Regions from separate parts of the Mus musculus genome. Here region 2 is linked to region 1. Evidence: chromatin contacts called from public promoter capture Hi-C data. All regions are on one chromosome and are shown on one strand. The core of a region is the stretch at or near the end of the contact, and the rest is flanking DNA. Distances in the headings are between cores, read along the strand shown. Region 1 overlaps Pou2f3 (POU domain, class 2, transcription factor 3). Region 2 overlaps Trim29 (tripartite motif-containing 29).

Region 1 (6,492 bases), core at 3,874-6,373:
GAATTTTTACAGAATCCTGCAGCTATGAATGCCAAGCCCATGCCCACCCGTAAGTTTGCTTCTGCTCAGCAAATAGGCAGTGAGTTAGAGGCTAGACAAAGCTAGCTCTAACTCACAGTAATCCACCTATCTTTGACTCCCAAGCCCACCACCACCACTGTTTATTTTTTTATACAAAATATGGACCAATGGGTGAAAGCCAGAGTTTTGGATGGTGCAGGAAATGGTTTTCAATACCTACCAGGGCAGGGTGCCAAGGGTCAGGAAAGGGTCAGCTCTGACCTGTCAGCAGCATTCATGATGTACAGTGATAGGCACGGATATTTTTGTATTGGCAGTGTGTACTTTCATTAGACATTTAAATCTCTGCTGAGAACCCTTCTGCTGTCTCTCTGCTGCCCCCCACATGCACTAGCCTGGAACTCCTAGGCTCAACCAACCTTCCTACCTCAGCCTCATGTATGATTGGTTGTCTGGTTGGTTGGTTGGTTGGTTGGTTTGGTTTGGTTTTTTGAGACACTGTTTCTTTGTCTGGATGTCCTAGACTCCTGGTGATTTGTGTGTAGGTTTCCCATGGCGGGTGTTATTATTATTTGCAATAAATGTTTGATCCTATGATGGCTATTGATTTGCAAATTGATTGGGTTTTGAGACATCGGAGACACTGGCAAGGCACACCGCTGTCTGTAGTAATGTTTTCAGAGGAGGTCATGAGGGCTGAGACCTAAGAAATGAAATAATCTGATAGAATCATAAAGCGATGGCATTAGTGGGGGGATGGCGCTACTCAAGGGAGGAAGGTCTTTGAGGCTATCTAGCTGTCTCTCCTTCCTGCAAATCCTTTGTAGTTTCCTCTCTGCAGATGCTGAGAGTTTCTTCACTCTGACTTGCCCTTCCAGCTGTGATAGGCACCTTGGAACCATAAGCTAAAAGAAATCTTTCCTGCCTCAAGTTCTCCTGTCAGGCATTTTGTTCACAGCCATGTGAAAGTAACACAAACCTGGACCCCCGTTTCTCCTCACCAGCAGTTACAGCTGTTTCTTCCCCACAGCTCAATGTTTCTTTTAGGAATTACAACTAATTAACTTTTTTAATTAAGCTGGGTGACTGGTGGTGGTAGCTTCCAGGACTGTGATTCTAGCATTTAAGAGGCTGAGGCAGGAGGATTGCAATGAGTTTAAGGTCAACATGGCGAAATAATGGGCTTGAGAACAGCCTGGGATACAGAGTGAGACCCTACCTCAAACAACAACAAAAATCCTACCACCAACAAAAATTAACCTAGCAAAAAGCTCAACAATAGCTTCCCTACTCTTCAACTGTCTTGCTGTATGAAAGATGCCCTCTCAAGCCGATATATACATGGCTTTCCATGAAATTGTCCTTTGTTAAGCAGCTTTTGATTTCCATTGTAAATCACGACAACAGAATAGTCAATATTAAGGATATGTGAGATAGATTAGCCTTGGCATCTTCAAGTGACATGACCTGAAATATTCATCACACTTCCCTCCTATAAAATGAGGAACCATCTTTCACCTACTCACTTCCCAAAGCAGGTCTGTCCCACAGGGTAGGAATGTTGAGTTATTTGGGGCCATCCCGAGAACCCACTTCATGCCCCAAATGGAACTATTTCCCATCCATTCCCATCTTCACATCCTCCACTCCCCACCCCCCACACAAAGGCATAAAACACTCCTCTGAACATCTCTTATTAACAGTGGAATACTTTATGTCATTGCTGTACAAATATATTTAGAAACAGAGAGATTCCTTTGAGTCTCAACAGTTTCCTGGATATTCAGTCTTTAGGAAAAAAAAAAAAAAAAAGGTACCATTTCTGGGATGGCTTTCATGTGACAGCTTTACATACAGATCCACAGAAGGAGACTCCACATATAAGGTTCCCCCCAAGTCAACAGAACCCCAGCTCACGGGGGAACTCTGTGGGGTATTACACACTTTGGTATCCCCCTTCCTTTTCTAATGGAAGATAAAATAATATAGAAACATCTTCAAAGTTCACACCTGAGTTAAACATCTTGCTGGAAATTACACATTAAAGAAAGGTCATGGTGCAGAATAGGAAAGGACTATGTACAAGAACGCAGCCATCACTTTTCTGTGGCCAGGAGAAAGGAGAGGGGACCGGACAAGGAGACCCACAGGGAGCAGAGAAAAGACAATGTCCTGGAATTTGGGTACATGTGGGTAACAGAGGAGTACCTGTGGATGGAACAACATGGCCAGAGGGTAGCTCAGCCATTTGTAGAGAGGAAGGGACTTTGTAGGACCCAGGAATAGACAGATTTGGTTGTAGAAAAGGGAGTAAGGGCTGAAAGAAAATTGGGCAAAAATGGAGATTCCATGGGAAAACTGTGCTAATTTAACAAGATAAGGCTTTGGTGGAGACGTGAGATTTCAGTCTTTCCATAGAATTTGGGATCTGTTCGGGATTGTGGCTGAGGTCAGAGTCAAAGCCATAATCTACCCTTCTTGCAGTTTGGCACACCGAGCAAAAGGCTGTCCTAGAAGCCCATGGGTGAGCTGAAAACTAACAATGGCAGAATGCCCTTTCTCCAAGAGGTCAAGCCACCAGGAGAGCATGGAGGGGGCCCCAAGGCAGGCGAACACAGTAAACTCCCAGCGGGGTGATGAAGAGCCCAAGGCAAGAGTGCGGCCTTTGGTCACAGTTAGGTTCTCCGAAAGCTCTGGATCCAGGAGAAGGCAAGACTATGGGTTTGCTCTTCAGCAGTGGCCATTGCTCCCATTCTTCTCAAAGTGTCTGTCCCTATGTGGAAGGCACGACTCTCTTCCTCCTTTTGGGAACTAGGGGCCAGGTGGAAAGGGAGGAAGTTTTTGGTCTCAGTGGAGGTAGGTAGGATGATTCCAACGGTACCATGATCTAGAAGGAAGAGAAAACCAGGCCAGACTGAGTTACAAACCTGACAGAGAGGAACAGAGAGATGACAGCTAAACAGGCAGGCAGGGAGATCCTTAATGGGTGAGGGAGACATCCTGGAAGAGAGTAATGGATGCACAACCTTGTGAACTTGATGGTGTAGGAATCGTATTTTCAATATGAAACTACTGAAATTATTTGGGTCTCTTCACCCCCAGAAATTCTGACTTTCTAGTTATGAAACATCTAGATAATAGAAGCTAGATGTCTTGCCAAACTGACTGGATTTGGACGAGTGGATTCATCTCAAGTGCATAATCTATCACTCAACTTGGTTTGTTTGTGTGTTTAAAAAAGTCTCACAGATCCAATGGTGGCACATGCCTTGAATCTCAATACTTGGGAGGCAGAGGCAGGCAGATCTCTGAGTTTAAGACCAGACTGTTCTACACAGTGAGTTTCAGGACAGCCAGGGCTACACAGAGAAACCCTATCTCAGAAAAATAACAGCAACAAAACAAAAAAGACAGTGTGATGGTTTGTATATGCCCAGCCCAGGGAGTGGCACTATTAGAAGGTGTGGCCCTGTTGGGAGTGTGGCCTTGTTGGAGTAGGTCTATCACTGTGGGTGTGAGCTTTAAAACCCTCATTTTAGCTGCCTGAAAGTGAGTATTCTGCTAGCAGCCTTCAGATGAAGATGTAGCACTCTCGGCTACACTCTCCTGCACCAATGCCTGCCTGGATGCTGCCATGTTCCTGCCTTGATGATAATGGACCTTTGAACCTGAAAACCAGCCCCAATTAAATATTGTGCTTATAAGAGTTGCCTTGGTCATGGTATCTGTTCACAGCAATAAAATCCTAAGACAGACAGGGTCTCATTATGTTTAAAACAGGCTGCCTCCAAATTCATGGTCTTCCTGCCTCAGACTCCTATATACTGGGATTACAAGTATGTACCACAATGACCAAATTTCTTTTTTAAAACAATGTATGTGTGTGCATCTGTGTGGCTGTTAGACTAGGTTTGGGCCCCCTTAGACTCATGTGTTTGAATACTTGGTTCATAGAGAGTGGCACTATTAGGAAATTTAGCCTTGTTAGAGTAGGTGTGGCCTTTGGAGAAAGCATATTACTGTAGGACTGGGCTTTGAGCCCTCATACACGTTCAAACTATGCCCAGTGTGGTGCACAGTCTCTCTTTGCTGCCTTGGGTTGAAGATATAGAACTCTCAGCTCCTTCCCCCAGCCCCATGCCTGCCTGGACACTGCTGTGTTTCCCACCATGATGATAATGAACTAAACCTCTGGAACTGTATGTAAGTCAGCCCCAGTTAAATGTTTTCCTTTATAAGAGTTGCCTTGGTCTCTTCAAAGCAAAAAAAACCTTAAGATAATCTGTGTGCACACATATGGAGGCCAGAGGGCAACCTTGGGTGTGATCTTTAGGCATGCTACCCACTTTATTGAAGACAGGCTCTTTCAGTGGCCAGAAACTCAGAGGCTTCTTGCCTGGCTCTTACCCCAGCTCTGACACTGGGATCACAAGCACACAGCCACACCTGGCTGTAGTGCTGGTGTTTAGACTCAGCCTTCATGCTTGCAAGGCACCCACTTTGCCAACTAGACTATGTGCCCCAGCCCCCACACCTCTGCCTTCTTCTGCACCTGAGAAGGTTCTCATGGCATCCCTTCTAAGGACACTTTTTCTAGTAGTCACCTAGGGAGCTAAGGCCCGTTATACCTGAAGACTCCCAGGTATAACTGGGAGACAGGACTTGACAGCACTTCTTTGTCTCCCTGTTCCAGCCACACCTGAAGGCCAGAGTTGGTCAACTTCTGAGCTCCAGACTCAGGTCAGAATGTCCTGTGACCTAAGTTCTTGGTAGGGAGTGCTCCTGAGGCCAGCGAAGGACCTGATCATTTCTCATGTGAGCATTTGGAAATTTCCACCATCGAAGTGAGGATGGAAATTTTGGCTTTGTTGATATCAGCCCTTGCCAGGACTGCTCACTGGCTACAGCTTCTTTTTAAATCCTTGATCCCTGGGGGATGCAGTCCAGTCTCCCTCCTCCATCGATCTCCACTGCTACCCCACTTTCTGTTTCCAGTTCTCGCCTGTGGCACTGGCCCAGCTCCTCACATGCCCCTGAGCCTGCCAGATGCTTCCTCGCTGCCCTCTACTTACCCCGAGGAGTTAAAGCTGGAGGAGGAGGAGGAGTTCATTGCTGCTTTGGAGTTATTTTGAGATGCTGTGGGGCTGCTGGCATGGAGTCCTGAACCAGGAGACGAAGGCCTGCTGTTGTTCCCAGGGGAACAGGATGACGTTACTAAGGACAAAGAGAGACAAAAACAAGGCCAAAATAATGCTGCTGGGTCTGGGGACCTTCATGACACAGCCCTTCCAACACACGATTTCCTGATGGAATCCCCATAGGGCATGCCACCCCCGCCCATCTGCCCACCTTCCACCAAGTCAATAGCAAGGCCCACCCATCAGCCCATCCTTGGTGGGGCGCTCATTTCAAGTGCTCTCTGCAGCCCAGGCCCTCAGAGTAGTGTGGCTGGTTCTGGCAGTCCAAGACTTGCCAAATGCAGAGGACAGATGCCAAAAATCATCCTACTGTGAGACACACCCTGGGCGGGAGGGGAAAAGACTATGAAGCTTAGGAAAGGAAGAGGCATGGGAGAAAGCTAACCTGAGAGCAGAGGGACCTGCCAGAACCTCGCATTCACTGACTCCACAAAGAAGACACACGAGGCCCCCTTCAAGGGGACCCAAGCCCCCTCTGGGCCTGCCCTGGCCCACCCCAAAGCTCATTTTTATCCTCTGTAAAATGCTGGCTTTGGACTAAGTAGATATTCCTTGACCTGAGAACCCCAACATGTGTTTCATGGATAGAGTGCCATATATTTTACTTGTCAAACTAAGATTTAAAAAAAAAGGAGGGGGGCATATTGAGATGCACCCCACCATTTGAGGCAACTACTGGTGATTCTACAAAATAGCTGGGCATATGGCCACCTCACTAAGCTCTTTGAAACACTACAGGTGCTTATGGAAAAGTAGACCCCTGGGGCTGGAGAGATGGCTCAGCGGTGAAGAGCACTGACTGCTCTTCTGAAGGGCCTGAGTTCAACCACATGGTGGCTCAAACCACCCATAATGAGATCTGATACCCTCTTCTGGTGGGTCTGAAGACAGCTACAGTGTACTTTTTTATAATAATAACTAAATCTTTGGGCCAGAGCAAGTGAGGCTGACTGGAGTGAGCAGAGGTCCTAAATTCAACTCCCAGCAATCACATGTAACCTCACAACCATCTATCTGTAAAGCTACAGTATACTCATATACATAAAAATAAATATTTTTTCAAGATTCAGACACACACCAGAAGAGTGCATCGGACCCCATTACAGATGGTTGTGAGCTACCATGTGGTTGCTGGGAATTGAATTCAGAGCCCTGTTCTTTTCTATTCTGATTTCTAATGTCTTTTGAGATACACCGAGGGAATCCTGATTTAGGTTGAGTGGCTTTGTTTCCTTTGAGACAAGGTTTCTCTAGGTAGCTCTGGCTGTTCTGG
Region 2 (6,290 bases), core at 3,228-5,727, 190 kb after region 1:
GGTGGCCCTGTCTTAAGGTGCATTTGACCTGGTCTCTGGGTTGACATCGTTGGCATAGGAAGGTATATGCTGCTGACATTCAAACTGGAGTGCTACCCCAAAGGGCTCACACTAAGTGACCAGTCCACATTCTAGATATCCTCATCTGACTCAGTTCTCTTACTTTGCCTTGTGGCTTGATTTCTCATCCTCTTGCCCAATTCTTTGAGCAAGACTGAGCCACTAGGGTAGCAGGCTAATGCAGCCACTGGTCCTTGGGTTTCTTGCTGTGCTCATTTGGGGAGGAAAGCTCTTTGAGCAGGTGGTGGGGGCTGGGGTTCAGGAAGAGGAGCCAGACTAAAAGCTGGGCTGCTTAGAATCTCATTGGTCATTTTCAGGGTCTAGGTGTGAGACGGGGGCATGATCAGTTGGATGAAGAGGGGAATCCATTAAAGGACTGGAAAGTGAGAACCAGGCAGGTGGTTGGTGATCCAGTCTCTAAGGAGCTCCCGTGGGTGGGTCAGGGTTGGGCTCAGCATTTGCATGATTACAAATGAAGCAGTCCTGAGGGATGGAGGGCAGGCTCAGTGATGCAGGGACTCATACAGGCTAGGAATGAAGAGTTGAGGTGGGGCGGGATGGAGGGTTTCTCTCTACTACTTCAAACCTTTTTCCCTAGCAGGATTAGAAGAGTCTTCTTGTGATCATCAAATCTAGGGGCCTCCAAACTTCAGGCTGCAGGTGGGGGTCACTCGGTGATCTGTTAGAAAACAGAGTCCCAGTCTCTGCTCTGAGACATTCTGGTTCACAGGGATTCTAATGTGTAGCTGGGCAGGGGAAGGTAGCCCAATTCACCACAAGGGAAATGAAGCTAAGGGGTGGGTAGTGACAGCTGTAGGGCTCCTCCATGGTCTGCAGATGCCAGGATGAAGCCTCGAACTCTGGCTGGCACCATCCTTTAACCTGAGGCAGGAGGAAGCTGAGGGAGTGAGAGGGGACCCCTCAGTGAAGCCTGTGGACAGATAGGAGGCCATTTGACATGTGAGCATAGAAATATGAAATCTATTCAGCATTTCAGATTCTTATCCAGGTAATTACTATGTGTCTGAGAGTACAAATTTGGCAATTAACTGGCTCATTTGGTAAATGTCACAGCCCAGGGCCCATGCAGTTAATCCAGGCTGATGGAACAGCTTGGCCAGCCAGGTTCTTCTTTCCCGGGGCCCTGCTGGTCCACGGGTCTAGTGCTTGACTGTGTCTACACTTGATCGCCAGTCTAGGCTGAAGCACCCCAGGAAGTGCCATCCCTCTACTCTCAGGGGGCTTCTACTCACTCAAGGCCACAAGAATTTTAATGCTGAGCAACCCACCACAAAGGCCATCCTAGCCTTCACAGAGGAGAGGCCCCAGACAGTGTGGGAGAAGGGAACAAAGGAAGCATTTAGGGACAGGCCTGGGCAGGGTGTAGAGAAAGAAGAGAGGAGTGGGAGGAAGCCAGGAGGGAGGAAAGGGGAGGGGTGGAGCACTGAGGCCTGTCAGTCATCTGGAGCATCTGGGGGAGGGGTAAGGGGAGTAGAAGAGTGATAGCTAGTGTGTGTGTGTGTGTGTGTGTGTGTGTGTGTGTGTGTGTGTTTGTGTGTGTGTGCAGTAGGAAGGGAGAATTGCTGAACTTCACCAGCTCCAAAGAGGAAGGAATTCGGTAAAGGACAAGGTCTATGTCCTAGGAATGTCTAGACTCCTACCTCACAAGGGGCTTCTGAAGACCACAGAACAAGAAATGAGCCCCGTGATTATAACTTGCCTTTACATCTCTTTCTCAATGTGCACACTCGGACCGGTTACATAGCCCCTTTAGGTCTTGGTTGCTGCTTCTGCAGTGTGTGGCTAACACCACTGACCTCCACAGGGTCTTTGGCTTGTAGGAGATGCTCAGTAGCCCAATGCTATAGTTATGGTATCTTTGGATATCCTGTTGTTACTTTCTATGCAGAATAAAACCTGACAAACACTAAGAAGATCCGAGGCACATCCCTAGGGATCTGGCTCTAACACATGTCCTCAATGGGACAAGACTCCCCCTAGATGGGAAAAGGAGCCAATACTGTGACACTACTTCCAGCTCCAGGAATACACTGTATCCTGCAGGTCTGGTCTTGCTGACCATGGTGTAGGTACCGGGCCTCTCCCAGCCCATGTCTAACATCTTTAGAACCTCAGAGAAGAGGAGGGCCAGTCTCTCCTCTGCCCTGACCCATTCTGCCACCCACTGATGCAGACAGCCTGTCTCCGCTTCTGATCCTGTCCTTGCACGTGCCCAGGCTGGCCATCTCCTCCTGCCAACATAGGTGGCTGGGCAACACCCCAACTCTCCTCTCCAGACCTCAGATGGCCCCTGCCCTCCCCTTCCCTCCCTGTCTTTCATAACTGTGGACTCCCAGGAGCTGATCTCTCTTTGTCCTTAGCTTATATGCTCCATGGCCTAAGCTGCATTGAGCTCTATCCCTTGGACTCGGGACCACCTTCCTTCCTCTTGGCTAGCCAATCCAAGGGAGAGCCTTCATCCAGCTGTGGACTGGCCACACAGCTCTTGATAGGTGTCTTTGGTACCACGGTTCACCTCCAGCTCCTAACTCCGCCATTCATCTTCTTCCACTAGCAGGGCTTTGCCTTTTCTCCACCTTTTCCAACCTCTTTCCTGCTTCCCCCAGGGTCCTCCTTGCAAGGGGGTATCTTACCCTTTAAGGCTGGTGTCCCAGCCATTGTCCACTCTGAAGTCTGCCCACATCCTGACTGTGTCTATACCACATCTGGACTCCATCAGTCCCCACGTACCAGCCTCACCATCTAACATGTCTCAGTCACCTGAGCACGTCTGCCACTACCCCACTTGCTATATCTACCGCCTTGCCCCACCTGGGAGGTGCCGTAGAGAAGTGGCCATGGGGACATTACTCAGTCAGTGCTTACTCTGTGCCAGGTGCTTTCTGAGAGCATCACTTGGTGATCCCCATCTCTCCTACACCCTTGGTAGTGGGTACGGGTGCTCAGGTTTCCTCCACAGCACAGATGGAGCTAGAGCACAGGGAAGCAGAGGAATTTATAAGACCCCACAGCCTGCCTGCGGGTGGCGATTAAGGGTCTCAATCTTGGATTCTTATTCACGAGCTTTGAGTGAACCTATTCGAAAGACTTAGCTACAAAAGATGGGAGGCCTCCTGCTCTACTTGGACCCTGGTTTCCCCCAGGAATTCTTTAGGGATGGGAGAGTTGCTGGGACACACCCCTTATCCTTATCCTTATTACACACTTTCTATGCCTATTCCTCAGGGTACAGAGCTTCTGCTCAGGCCTGGACCACATTAGGGTCTTTAGATCACTAGCTCTGCAAGTGTTGTTTCCTGGGCATTTTGATTCTTCACCTCAAGGAGCAGAGCTGGAGGGTGAGGGCTTACTCTCTTTGTTCCCCCCACCCCTGCTGCTACTGTGTCTTCTCTCAAGCTTTGTTCCAGAGACCCAGCCAAGTCCCCACCCTCATCTCCTCCTGCAAGCCTGTCTTCCTCTCTGGCGATGGTATTTTCCATGCTGTGGGGTTTTCAGATGTTGGCAGTGGGACAGGTGCTTGCTGAGAACATCCTAGACTCTTTTTGCCTGGAGAGCCTGGGAATATGGTGGTGGTGGTGGACAGGTCATGGAAGCAGGACTTCCTGCCTGGGAGTGGGGGGGGGTCTCTGTGTCTCCTGAGTCCCTGTTTTCCACACCTCTGGGCACCAATTTTAAAAAGCCAATGGGAACCTATTTACCATTAGAAGCCATGCTCTGGGGATTGTTGCGACCATCCCAGGGCAGTCCCTCAGCCTCGGCTACAGGCGCTCCTTGGTTCCATGTTCTGTTCAAAAGCAGCTGTTGATGCTGCAGGCCCAGCTGCTCATGATACCCTGCCTGGAGAGCTCACCTGCCTCATGGCTTGTGATTTCTTCACCTTAGCCAAGGTGTTCTTGTAGGTTCCCCGGGGAGATGGCTAGAGAGACGAGTAAGAGTCTGTTTTTGAACCCCGGTGGTTCTGGGAAGCTCTGAGTCATGCAAGACCTCCTTGAAGGATCACCCCTTTATCTTCCAAGCTGGACAGGGCTTTGGGAGCCCAAGTGAGGCCCAGGAGGAAAACAGAGGTGCCTTTGACTCATTGGATAGCCTTGGCTTTAGCTTCACACCTCCAATCTGCCCCAGTGAGAGCTACTTTTCAGAGGAGGGCTTTTCCCCACATGGAAGTCAAGGGTGAGTGTAATCCTGATGTCTCAGTGCCCTCCTGATAGAGCTTCTTCCAAGCCTACCACAGGGTCCGACACTCTGTGAGCCTCTGAACACGGTCTCAGGTCCTCTCCTCCACTGCCTGGCCTCACCCTGTAGTTTTTTTTCCTTCAGGGAGCCTGGGGGAGTGTTCCCATCTTGCCTACACTGCAGATACGCTCCCTTTCTTATAAACAGGTTTACAGCTGTGCCTGCCTAGACGGAGTCTGTGCCGGCGGCAACCCCAGCTCTTGCTTGCAACACCAGGCCTGCGTCATGCCACAGAAACGCTGCACGGGGTTTCTGCTACAAGACACTCCCTGGGCAGGGCTCCACTGGACTGGGCTGAGTCCAGATCATCTTTTTCACCAATGGCCTAGGCCCACTGAAGGGAACCAGAATCTTCCACCTTTCGGGTTAGGTAGGAAGGCTCTAGGAGGCTTAGGTCCTATAAGGACACAGCCAAACTGCTCAGCCCTAGTGGTCCATTAACACAGAAGCATGGCATTGTATACATTGCTGGATTCTTAGCCAGTAGCACAGAGCCCAGCAGATCTGAGGTACTGATATCATGAGCTGAGTGAAGGGCTATACAGATGCATGGGGAATGTGCCTGAGTTTGCTCTATGGTGAATCACCAGCCTGGGTCTCTGGTTCTGTCTCCCCCGCCCCTCTCTGTTCCTGACAACTTCAACCTCTACGCTTTCCCTACAGACCGAGCTGTCACTGCAAAAGGAACAGCTGCAACTGAAGATCATTGAGATTGAAGATGATGTTGAGAAGTGGCAAAAGGAGAAAGACCGGATCAAGGTGAGCAGCCCGAGGCTCTTCAGCTGTGCCCTTACTTGCCTGTGTTGTTGTAGAGAAGCAGACCTCTGCTGCTGCTCCAGGCTTTGGCCCCATGGCGATACCCATATTTAGGCGCCTCCCACCCCCTTTGACATTCCCTCCCACTTTCCTTCTCAGCCTAGGACATTGAGGTGGGCTTTTCCCTATCACCTGAGCCAGCAAACAAGACCCTAGAGCCATTCCTCCTCCACGTATCCTCCAATGTCATCTAATGGCTGCTCTGCCCACCAGACTACCCAGCTACTAAATACACATTCTTTTCTTCTTGGGCCAGCATGGTAAGCGGTATGCCTGCTGTGGCTTGGATAATTGCAAACCCATCTAAAGTTACTGACTGCAGAGCCTGGCCTCAGGAACAGCCAACCGATTTACTTTCCAAATAATGTTTGCGCTAGTCGGGGTTTCGGCAAGCATACCCTGACTTGTGGGAGACTGTGGGGGCTTTTAGAGAGTCACTTGAGCATGGAATAGAGGCTCATGTTGACCCACCCACGGGAAAGAGCCAAGGTAAATAAGGAAGAGTGGGCCATAAGAAACACCTGCAGACAGATGTGCAGGTGACACACACCTGTCATCCCAGCACTCAGTGGGTAGAGGTAGGAGGATCAGAAGCTCAAAGCCAACCTTGACTACATAAGAAGTCTGAAGGTAGCCTGGTTTACGTGTAATCCTGTCTCAAGCAACAACAACAACAACAACAGAGCAATTCACCTAGAACAATAACATACACACTGGCATGGTTATCCATAAGAGGCATCGCCCAATGATGCCTTCAAATGAGATTCGTAGACAACTGGCTTGTCAAGTCAGGGCCCTGGGGTTCTCTGTTCTGTTAGAAACCTAGGGGTTTTTTCTTAATGCAACTCTTCCTCAACCCTCCCCTGACTCTGGACCTAGAGCTTTACCACCAACGAGAAGGCGATCCTGGAGCAGAACTTCAGGGACCTGGTGAGGGAGCTGGAGAAGCAGAAGGAGGAAGTACGGGCTGCACTGGAGCAGCGGGAGCAGGATGCTGTGGACCAAGTGAAGGTGATCGTGGATGCTCTGGATGAGAGGGCCAAGGTGCTGCACGAGGACAAGCAGACCCGAGAGCAGCTGCACAACATCAGTGACTCGGTGCTGTTCCTGCAGGTAGACGACTTCACCGTTCAAATCCTCGGTCCTGATGCTCATCTCAT

Evidence for each region. Capture Hi-C pulls out chosen DNA fragments and counts their contacts.
Region 2: a promoter capture Hi-C map of adipose tissue shows a contact between it and region 1. The contact joins two enhancer-like sites. A contact is called at or near these places in 4 of 39 promoter capture datasets (cranial neural crest, embryonic stem cells, frontonasal cranial neural crest and 1 more), 3 of 484 Hi-C or Micro-C datasets (embryonic stem cells and granulocyte-monocyte progenitors) and 3 of 9 other capture datasets (adipose tissue, embryonic stem cells and macrophages).

The regions. Positions count from the first base shown.
Region 1 is chr9:43,122,223-43,128,714 of GRCm38.p6, forward strand. Pou2f3 (POU domain, class 2, transcription factor 3) reads right to left here. Exons shown (of 13, transcript NM_011139.2): 12 at 5,094-5,235; 13 at 1,717-2,908. The coding sequence ends at 2,869. Among named protein-coding and RNA genes, the nearest start is that of Tlcd5, 8.9 kb to the left of the region's middle. Within about 2 kb of position 5,124, at least 35 of the 459 cell types and tissues checked have an H3K27ac peak or open chromatin away from gene starts, as enhancers often do. A contact at or near this core is called in adipose tissue, where this site is marked.
Region 2 is chr9:43,314,349-43,320,638 of GRCm38.p6, forward strand. It overlaps Trim29 (tripartite motif-containing 29), which reads left to right. Exons shown (of 9, transcript NM_023655.2): 2 at 4,978-5,073; 3 at 6,010-6,243. Among named protein-coding and RNA genes, the nearest start is that of Trim29, 6.7 kb to the left of the region's middle. Within about 2 kb of position 4,478, at least 27 of the 459 cell types and tissues checked have an H3K27ac peak or open chromatin away from gene starts, as enhancers often do. A contact at or near this core is called in adipose tissue, where this site is marked.